Linked DNA regions of Drosophila melanogaster: regions 1 and 2 are each linked to region 3. A link is a contact called in public Hi-C data. All regions are on one chromosome and are shown on one strand. The core of a region is the stretch at or near the end of the contact, and the rest is flanking DNA. Distances in the headings are between cores, read along the strand shown.

What was found. A called contact is a pair of places that touch in the nucleus more often than the background predicts.
Region 1: a contact with region 3 is called in a Hi-C map of the Kc167 cell line, with 4 times the contacts expected there. A contact is called at or near these places in 6 of 107 Hi-C or Micro-C datasets (the Clone 8 cell line, the Kc167 cell line, the S2 cell line and 1 more).
Region 2: a Hi-C map of the Kc167 cell line shows a contact between it and region 3, with 4 times the contacts expected there. A contact is called at or near these places in 10 of 107 Hi-C or Micro-C datasets (the Clone 8 cell line, the Kc167 cell line, the OSC cell line and 2 more).

Annotation. Positions count from the first base shown.
Region 1 is chr3R:30,826,100-30,829,377 of dm6, forward strand. It overlaps CG15544, which reads left to right and starts at 1,720. Exons shown (of 4, transcript NM_143571.4): 1 at 1,720-2,366. It overlaps cindr (CIN85 and CD2AP related), which reads left to right. Exons shown (of 7, transcript NM_001276200.1): 7 at 1-906.
Region 2 is chr3R:30,805,207-30,808,907 of dm6, forward strand. wts (warts) reads right to left here and starts at 1,413. Exons shown (of 8, transcript NM_170524.2): 1 at 1,082-1,413. It overlaps dj-1beta, which reads left to right and starts at 1,911. Exons shown (of 3, transcript NM_143568.3): 1 at 1,911-2,078; 2 at 2,142-2,461; 3 at 2,528-2,772. The coding sequence starts at 1,992. The coding sequence ends at 2,684. It overlaps cindr (CIN85 and CD2AP related), which reads left to right and starts at 3,411. Exons shown (of 7, transcript NM_001276200.1): 1 at 3,411-3,701.
Region 3 is chr3R:30,764,215-30,767,682 of dm6, forward strand. zfh1 (Zn finger homeodomain 1) reads left to right here and starts at 1,712. Exons shown (of 5, transcript NM_170522.4): 1 at 1,712-2,166. The coding sequence starts at 2,070.

The DNA of each region.
Region 1 (3,278 bases), core at 470-2,969, 62 kb after region 3:
CTGAACTCTACAATATACCCAGGCCTAAAAGCGTAGAACGTAGTAGAGTAGAGACCGAACCCAAGACAATCCCAAATATCTGTACTCTGTGTTCTGTACTTATATACCAGAATGATCTATCCAAAACCACTAGCGATCAATCGTTTTTGCATGCCAAAACCGTTTCGTTTTTCGCTACAATACTTTGTATTCCCCTGTATATCTGATAATTTCGATAAGTATTTTTTATACACTCGTACATTCCGAAGAGCAAAAGGGTGTGATTTCTTTTAGCTGCTTTCGATTGCGATTTGTTTTGTTTATTCGATTTATGATTATTTTTTAAAGATGTATTAAAGTTATGAGTAAACTGTACTATAAACTATATACCTAACGAGAGAGAAACATACAAAGTTCGATGGAGTCGATGATGATGCCTAAAACTTAAGCAATACCAATAAATAATGCAAATAAATACTTCAATGTTTTCTGAATGTTTTTCATTTTCTTATTTCGATGTGATTCTGCTTTTATTTTTTTCTAAATGACTGATATAGATAGTTAGCGATGTAGAGAATCCACATATCTAAGCCCGGATAATAAACTAACCTTTTTGATAAAATTTCTTTTTCATAACAGCAAGCAAACTCGTCGCGGGAAATTCGACAATTGGATGTTTTAATTGATCAGCGGATCAGATCAGCCGTTAGATCGAACGATCCAGATATATTAGATATTTATAACCCAGACCCGCCTGTACAGAATATTCCTTTTTCTTTTGTGATAAGCCTCCGCATAACCAGCTTTGTAGTCTAATCAAATCAATCTGCGTAGCTAGCCACCCGCAATTCCCGATTGTTAGCAAATATGTTGTGGTTTACTTGGAAATATCGCATTTTGTATGGCTTAACATGTAAATATTATTGTAAATTAATATGGGATATTAAATAAACATTTCATATTTAGTAAAACAAATGCCAAATCTAGTTCAACTATCAGTGGCTGATGGGGGGGACTTGTATTCTATTTATTTTTGTTATCAATTTCCATCTAAACGTTTCTACATGCTGACAATATCACGCTTTAAAGTTCACGCTTAGACCTTGCACCTTGGCCTGCTATACAAAATTTTTTTATTCAAAATAGCTTAACATCTATTACTTTTGTTATGGTTAAAATAAATATTGGGGACCAAATCAATTTTGCCTTGGTTCATGTCTTTGCTAATATATCATAGACACATTTTACATTTTACTTTTTATGTAAAATAATAAGCTTCGATCATGTTGAAGTAATTTAAATTGTTAATAAGTAATTAATTAAATCAGGAAAATAAAAATATGCGTGAATATTATTTTTTTTCCATATTTCCATATTTTATTCTTAAGAATATAGATAGAATCTAGATATAATTAAACTGTATAAAATTCTGGACTTAGAAATCAGCTTTGGTCAAGTGTCCACGCGACATGACTTCAAGCCATCATCAAATGTGCGAATCTTGGCGAGCACAAACTGATCGAGAGAGTCTGACTTTGGGGAGCGATTTGTTTGCTGGCGGATTTATGTTTGTACTTGCGCTTTTTGCTTCGCCTTTCGTGTTTTCGGTTTTTGCCTTGGCACTTGGCTGTGTTCTGTTGTGAATGTGGCTTAAACCTGGTGTTTGAGCCAAGTCGTACGCGACCGCTCTCGGAGCTTTTCAGCCTGGCTTCTTGGGCGACTTATCAGTTTCTGATCGCTGTGGGAATTCAGTTAATTGTGGACGCTGTAGCCAAACGGACGCATGCGCGGCGCTCGAGAGACTTTCCGAGTTTTTCCTGAATAAAATCACTACGTGTTTCTGGTCGTGAAAGTATCTTTTTCAGTTAGGCAGTGCACTCTGCAGTGGCCCCACCCTTCCCCCCTATTTCTCAAGCCTCAAGTCAAAACAGAAACGCGAGCAAACACAGCTGAAAACCTATTTAAGGACCGTTCCAAAAACCAAGGATACATTTCAAAGACCTCTTTCGATCAAGTCAGTTAAATACAGAGTTTTCAGAGTGTGTGTCTGTGTGCGTGTGCCAGTGTGTGTCTTTCAAGTGTGTGCCTTAATCCATTCAATGTAATTAAACCCAAATCAAAACAAAGTATAGTAAGTCCGCGAAACGAGCAAATACAAATACTTTTGAAAGAGCCATAAACAAATCGCAGTCTGCGAAATCCGTTCAAAGCTCGCGCCAATATTGCTCCAATTTGAGAAAACGGCTTAGCAACAATTGCATTGAACAGTCGAACACAAAAACTGAAGCCTAAAACAGCAACAACCACCCGTAAATATAGAAAGCTTAACAATCAAATCCAACAACAACGACAACGAGGGATTAAAGCCACTAACAGCTATAAATGTGGTGGGTGCATTATTGGTAAGCTCGGCGGGTTTGGTAAAAAGTAACGGTTAATAATATGCCACACAGTAAAAAAAAAGTGACGAACATTACGGATTTGCAAAGATGTGTATTTAAATTTTAACGCCACCAAATACGTGACTTTTGGAGCATCGAGAAAATAATATTTACACTGTAACTATTTAAAATATTTATTAAAGCACATTTAAATGTTTTATAATTTCTAAAAGCAAATGAAAACTGGTGTTGATTTTATTCTTCAATTTTCTGAATATAATTTTCGCATTATTATTATTAGTTATTTGAGAGAATAATTCAAAAGTAAGCTGATATCTGAAATAACGTATCTTTTTATTAGTGCTACGAAAATTTTGTCTGTGCAGGAACAAAATCGCAAAGTGTACATATAGATCGCTATACTGCCAAATGGCTAAAATTGGCCAAATCCAAAGAGTTTTTATGCGCAAACGCGTTTTTTATGTTTTTAGGATTTTCCTCCCGCTTTTTGCGAATTTTTTTTTTGTTGGTTTTCGTTTGTTTTGCACTCGGTTTGTTACTCAAATTTTTTGCTGCTGAGTTTTAATTTTTGTTACAGTTTTTTCTGCATTTTGGTAGAGTTTTTTGTGCTTGGTCTACTGCCTTGCTCAACGAGCGGCTTTGTTATTGTTATTGTTTTTGTTTTCGATTTGGCCACAAAGTGGATTTGTCTTCATGCCGTGGAAATCTGGCGGAAAGGCGGTGGGCAGAGGGCGGTGGGCGGTGCCGGTTGGGAGATATGTCGGCCAGTCGCCTCAAGGTCACGGATGAAAGTCTATCGGTGTGAGTCAGTCAATTGGCATGCAAGTGCATTAGTGTTTGGGTTTTGAAATCACACAAAAAAAAAAAAAACGACGGAAAGACCGAATGAAAGAGCAT
Region 2 (3,701 bases), core at 163-2,662, 41 kb after region 3:
GATCTCTGCTATGACTACAGTGGCTTCTGCCTATGTGGGTTAATGAAGAATATGCTCTTCCATTTCATATCCATATGTGGGGGTTATTGTTACATATCAAAGTAGCATTTTGTGATTATTAGATATTTGTGTATGACTCATTCTTTTTGCTTAAGTCCATCAAATATGAAAATTAAATTTGTTTCTAACTGGAATATTTTCATAGTTTCAAATTGCAATGATTCAAAAGTTTCCTTTATAGTAAATATCACAATTCTACAATAGTCCTCGCAGTTTCTTTTAGTAGATCTTCACTGTATTCAAATCTTGCTCCGTTTTCGCCATGTTTTCCTTGTATTCCCGCAATTACCACTATTATTATTGTTATTGCTGTTACTCTAATTGTACTACTCTCAGTTTTCGTTGTTTAATGTCTTGTTGATTTCTCGAATTTGTAATTCTTTCGACACACGAATATCGCAGCCAATTAAGCGCTGTTTCAGTTGGAAAATGGTAAGAGGAAACGGGAAAACCGAGAAAAGTGCGTGCATACATTGACCTTGCCTAATGTCGTTGGCATTCGAAATTACACTGGAATAAAGTTAAAAATTCTACGAGATTGATAGTTTTCCATGGACACCAGTACCCTCCGCCAGAAAGAGAGGGAAGACAGAAGAATTTAATCCGATTTGTGTAGCAACCTCTCGCTCGCTCTCTTTGTCTCCTCCGTTCTCCCCCACACACACACACTCGCACGCAGCCGTACTGATTTATTCCACGAGAGAGCGAGAGCGAAATATGTAAATACAGCCTGTTGCATTTGTGTGTGTGCTTCGCATTTCGTTTTCAGGCACTTTTCCGCACATTTTTGATTGCTTTTCGTGCGTTTTCCGTGCAGTTTTCCTTGCTTTTCCACACAGGCAATTGGAAATGCACACCAACACACACATGGGGCGCACACCAGCGCAGCCACACACGCACTGGCTTACACACACACACACTCGCACACATTCAACAGATATTGCATTTTCTTTTTGGACTGGAAGATACGCAAATTCCAGCTGCAAACGTTGCATTTTCACCAGGCATTTTCCGCAATTACCTTCTTCGCGTTTTCCACGTTTTCCACGCAATTTCCTCGCTTTTCGCCTCTTTGTTCTCGCCTTTTTCGCGTTTCCCACACACGGCACTTATTGCTTTTCCTCTTTTTCTCCGTTTTTCCTTGCCTTTTGACGACAATTCGCTGATATTTGCCGACGTATTTTCACTTGATTCACTCGCGTTCGCAACCCATCACTTTTCGCGTGCATTCAATCGCATTTTTCAGGCATTTCCGATGCGCGTTTGGCTTAAATTTAGTAAAATTAATTCGTGGTTTTGTTGCTGCCGTCGTGCTAGATATGTTCACATATCGATAGACCGATATCGATAGACAGAGATCTAGGGAGGAGCAGCTGTACTTGGTCTGGCAACCACATCAGGTATCGATAGGATTTGACCGTGGTATATAAACATCGATATTATACTGAAAACAAATATAAAAATATTTCAGTGATCAGTTTATATAAATTTATGTAATACGACAGAATATAGAGAGCAAGTAAATGTTATCGGTTTTAACTTAAAGAACAAGACTTGTTAGAATTGTTAATGAGGTTTCAAACCATTTCTGTGTAGCACGTAGCATAGACGCAATCCTTTTCTCATATAAATAAAATCAACTGATTTCAAAGTCTTAATATTTTAAAATATAATGCAGAACATTGTTTTGAGTAAGAATGAAAATATTAACTTCCTGTGAAAAACAGAAGTTTTAAATGCATCAAATTAGTCGCCTAACTGCAAGTCAAACCAAATTATACAAGTGTTTTAGTTTGCCGCTCAGTTTTTGAAACCTCGATAAGGAAAACTCAAAGCTGCGTTCCAGAACAGCGCTATCGATAAGCTATCGTATCTGCATGGTTTTCTTTGGATTTCCTCAAATTTCAAGGCACTTTTCTAAGTTTACCAAGATGTCGAAAAGCGCGCTGGTGATTTTGGCTCCCGGAGCGGAGGAGATGGAGTTCATCATAGCCGCCGACGTTCTGAGAAGGGCGGGCGTAAGTGCTCTCAACCTTTCCATTAAATCACTCTGTTCTATACTTATACTTACTATATGATAGATCAAGGTCACCGTAGCCGGTTTGAATGGCGGGGAAGCGGTGAAGTGCTCGCGGGATGTGCAGATCCTGCCGGACACCTCGCTGGCCCAGGTTGCCTCGGATAAGTTCGATGTGGTGGTGCTGCCCGGCGGACTGGGTGGCTCCAATGCCATGGGGGAGTCCTCGCTGGTCGGTGACTTGCTGCGCAGCCAGGAGTCTGGTGGCGGACTCATCGCCGCCATCTGTGCCGCGCCCACCGTTTTGGCCAAGCACGGCGTCGCCTCCGGGAAATCCCTCACCTCGTATCCCTCAATGAAGCCCCAGCTGGTGAATAACTATAGGTATACCACCTCTTAAGTTTATTTTCCCATGATCTTCATCCCATTTCTTTTGATTATTTCTTTAAGCTATGTGGACGACAAGACGGTGGTCAAGGATGGCAATCTGATCACCAGTCGAGGTCCTGGCACCGCCTACGAGTTCGCCCTCAAAATCGCCGAGGAGCTGGCGGGCAAGGAGAAAGTCCAGGAGGTGGCCAAGGGTCTTCTTGTGGCCTACAACTAACATATTTACACTTATTTATGAAAACAGATTGTTTCAAGAGCAACTCATGCAAACAACAACTGAATTAAAATAAAATTATTCAAGACAGAAGTTGTGATTCAATTTTATATTTGCTATTTGAAAGAAGTTTAAATGGAGAGCTAGGAAATGGCATGTTGTTAAAGATATATTAAAGAAATTTATTTAAGTGAATTTAAATGTCATTATTTGAAGCAAACGGTTTTCATTTAATTAGTTTTGAGCGAAGTATAATTCTATCATAATGAATCAACTGAACTGCGTTAAAATAAATTGTTCAATGGGCTTTAATTTAATTTGTCATGAAATATAAATGCATATATGGCATGAAAAAAGAAACATCTATATTATTTCATTTGGTTATGACTGGACTATAAATGAAATTAAAAATGCATATATTAAAATGGGATGTGAAGCCAAATGGAAGTATTGCTGACGATATATTTACAAAATAGTACATTATTAATATATTTAGTTATATTCAATATTTACATTGATTAAACATTCTGCTGCATTTAATTGTAAAATTTTAAAAATAGCTGAAAGTAATGGCCTACGGTGGAATACCCCTACTGGGTTGGAGTCCCTGCACACCACAACCCGTGCCGCGAACCGTGGTTGCCGTCTCCGCTCGCGCCAAAAGGGACTAAGTATTTCGTCGCTAGCCGCCGCTGGTCCCACTCTCGCAGCCGCAGCGAACGGTTGTTGTGGTTGTTGTAGTTGTAGTGGGAGTTCGTCGGCGTGTTTGCGTTTCGCTCGCTCGTTTGGCGATTTGCTGGGATTATATTTGCCCGTTTATTTTGTGGCAAAAGCGCATTTAATTCGAAGGAAGTGAGTAGTGAGTGGCGAAAAGCGGAGACGCACTGCCGCGCTGGAAAGGCGGAGTGAATTGAGTGCATGCGAATGCGTGTGGAGAGCAAATCGAAGTGCAAGTGCGTGCCAGCGAATAAGAAGAAGTGCGAAGCCGAAAAGGAAGCGAAGCAAGGTGGGCAGTGAAAA
Region 3 (3,468 bases), core at 462-2,961:
GCGCACGCGAGTGAACGGCAACTAATTAACATACAAAATGAATGCGAGGCAACAAAAAAAAAGCGGCCTCTCCGGCGGCTATCTCTCTCTCCCTCTCTCTCGCTTGCACCGCCGGCGCTCTCTTTCCCGCTCATGGCAGTACGTTTCAAGTGAGAAAATTATGAAGCTCCACCTATTTTACACTTACACACACGTAGCGACCGCGTTTGTGAGTGTATGGGTGTGTGAGGGAGAAGGGGGAACACATGTTAACCGCATTAAAAATTAATGTACAAATTGTTTATTATGTTGTCGAGTCCGCCTTTTGTTTTTGCTTTTTATCAAAGAGAGCATGTTTCGCTTTTTTTTTCGATAACACAATTTCTGTTACCATAAATATCTTTTTATCCATTTATACTTTTAGTTTTCAAATCTATATGTTTCTTTGAGCAGCAAAATATAAAGTACAAAAAAAGCAACATCCCAAGGGGCCGCCAAAACTTGTTGATGGAGCCAAAGAATCAAGCCACTCGCATTCTGCTCTCTTCGTTAGAATTCTTCGGTTGTCCGGGATCTCTTGGATCTCTGTTCTTCTGTCATTTTGTAGACGTGTCCATTGATGGACATTCTCAAGAACTCGCCCATCAGCAAACGATGTCATTAATGTGTGGCAATCGCGGAACGATTTCGGTATTTCTTACTCGGAAATCGCAGCAGAGGAAATTTTGCAATCGCAAGTGCAAATGATTTTGTCCGTTAACGCAGCGATGTGGCCAGGAAAGGGTTAAGGGATTCCCTGGAAAAAAGAAATCCCCTTTATCTCGCACCGCCAAATTTACCCGAAAGAAAAACGATCGAAAGCTTTCTTGAGTGGGGAATTAATCATAGCGATATGCATACATATGTGTGTAATTCCCACACGGGGAATATTTTGTCATAAACTTGATTTACCGGAAAGACTTAAAAAATTATAATACAAGTATATAATTAAACTATCTTATTGCTGTTCAATTCTGGGAATTTCAGATAATTCCTATTTATTGTTGAGTATTAAACTGTTTATTAAAAATATTTCCTAATTATAACAATTAAATATGTAAATCACTTAAGCTCTACACTTTAATATTGATACCCAGCAGCACAGAGTATTAATAAAATAACACCGAAATAAATTTGACGGTTGGCGGAAAAGTTAATGGAAAGACTCATAAGTCGCTTTATCAATAAAAACGAAATTTTGTGCAAATGTTAATATAGTCAAATCCCGCATAACGGCCATATGTTTACGAGCAGCACGATGAACAAAAGAGGCCACCCTTACGTAGTGCTTACGTCACGGGATAACCGAGAGGAGCGGCACTAACAGCGCTTAACATTTACGATATGCGATAACAGAGAGCTGTTATGTTAAGAATGAAGCGCTCTCGCTTCTCTGGCACCACCACCAACACACCACCCATCAGAGCATTAGAGCACCAACCACACTACCCCCGCCCGAATCACCTCGTACATCGGAACGGTGAACCGTTACACCGTTATATTATGCTGGTGGTGGCACGGAGCACACACACAAACAGCGCCGCCCTCTCTCACTCGCTCTCCGTGGAAACGTAGAACCCCGCCGTATCGCCCTCGCCCGAAACTCACAGTTCGCATCCGACGGATTCGGTAGAGGACGTCGGTCTCTGTTTCGTTCTCGGATTTGGCTTGATGCTTCGAAACTTAGAACTCTGAATTCAGTTGCATCGTAGACGTCGCGACGGCAGCACACGCGTCGCTCACCCACAGAGAAAACTCTGAGCAGCACACAGTAGAATCACGCAGATATAGAACGCAGATCAGTGAAATCGCCCACAAAATAAAAACAAACGCGACACTCGCAGCGGCGCATCGCGAAGAAAAATCCCAGTGTTTCCCATGTTCGAAAGATAAAAAACCCAAGGCCCTTGCCCAAATGGCCGCCACAACACGTGTGTGCTCTATAAGAAAGAAATAACGCCGAGCCCAGAAGAACCCACTAGCCAACTAGCCAACTAGCCAAACAAACTATCCGCATCAAAGTAGAGCAAGTGTTGCAACAAGCATTCCAAATGTTGTCCTGTCTGGCGCCGTCGTCTTCACGTTTCGGCCAAGAGGATACCATCATTCAGCAGAGCATGCCCTCCACCTCCCCCTTCGCCATGCAGTGTAAGTGATCAGAACGCGGATCTGGAGCACAGATCTCGGGTGATTCATCCGCAAACCGCCTCCATTATCACCAATCAGCCGTGCCATAGAACTTTGTGTTCAAGTGATTCGCGCGCCAAGACTCGGTAGCTTCGATTTGAAGATCCCCACATGCAAGCTTAGCAGTTTCCCAGAAACCATCCGCCATCTTGGGTATATGTGTGGTCTCCACCTTCAGGGGATCATAAGAATGAGTAGCTATAGAAAAACAAACTCATAAACGGCGAGTAAGGATCGAGGCAGGTCTCGAATTACCATTACCTACTCCTACGCAGAGAACGGGCTCCGGTTCTCAAAAAGGAGAGAGCGAGCCCGAAACCGAAAAAGTTTGCCCGATCAGCACACTGAGAGAAAACTGGGTCACTTTGTGCAACTTCTATACGCTTTGAGAACTTAAAGAACTTATTGTTGTTCAACTATAATCATTCGCTGGTTTTCAGCTACGAAAGTCCTTTTCCATGAGCTAAAACTACAATATAGTTAAAATTAGTACGGTTTAACATGGCAGATCATTCGATTTCTTATATCTATTGGTCATATCACGCTCTTCACACATGAAAGTCGGCCAGTCGATCTTGAATAATGGCATTATTCCCTGCATTGCATAGCATAGCCACCTCTCTGTTCCTCCCAGTGGCCGACCAATTGCAGCCACATCTCAATTTGATTTGTTGGCACCGCCGAAACAGCACCGCCGCCTTGCCAGTAATCTCCACCCACCGAGAACCAGGTAGAGCTACCCCTGACCAGGAAAACCGCATGCGCAGGCTGAAACAGCAGACGACAGGTAGCTAACTTGGCCAACACCATTACCGCGATGCCGCACCTCCATTTAAGAACCTGTTTTATGGCCATATTGCTGGTCGCTTGCCACTCTGTTTATCGAGTGTAAACAAAGCATAAAACTGTCAGTGGGCAGAGCTCATCGGTTGAAATGGAAGGTGTGAGAAAGAGCCGAAATTAATTGAAAACGCTTAGTTGGGGAGCATTGGGGATGGCGCAATGCTGGGGAAACGCCCACGATTCGTTCGGTGCTCCACTCCTCCGACTCTGACAATTGATAAGCCAGCTAAAGAGACGGATTAATTGCACATGTTCGGTGGAAACGGTTGAAACGGTGGCAACACCGCTGCCATAAATTATAATTTATGGCTATTTAAGCAGCTCCGTTCTCTGTGGGCGGAACTAAAAGCCCTCGAACACGATAGTTTGGCTAATCGATCAGAGATGGCTGCGCACAGGTTGGCCCACATATCTTCGATC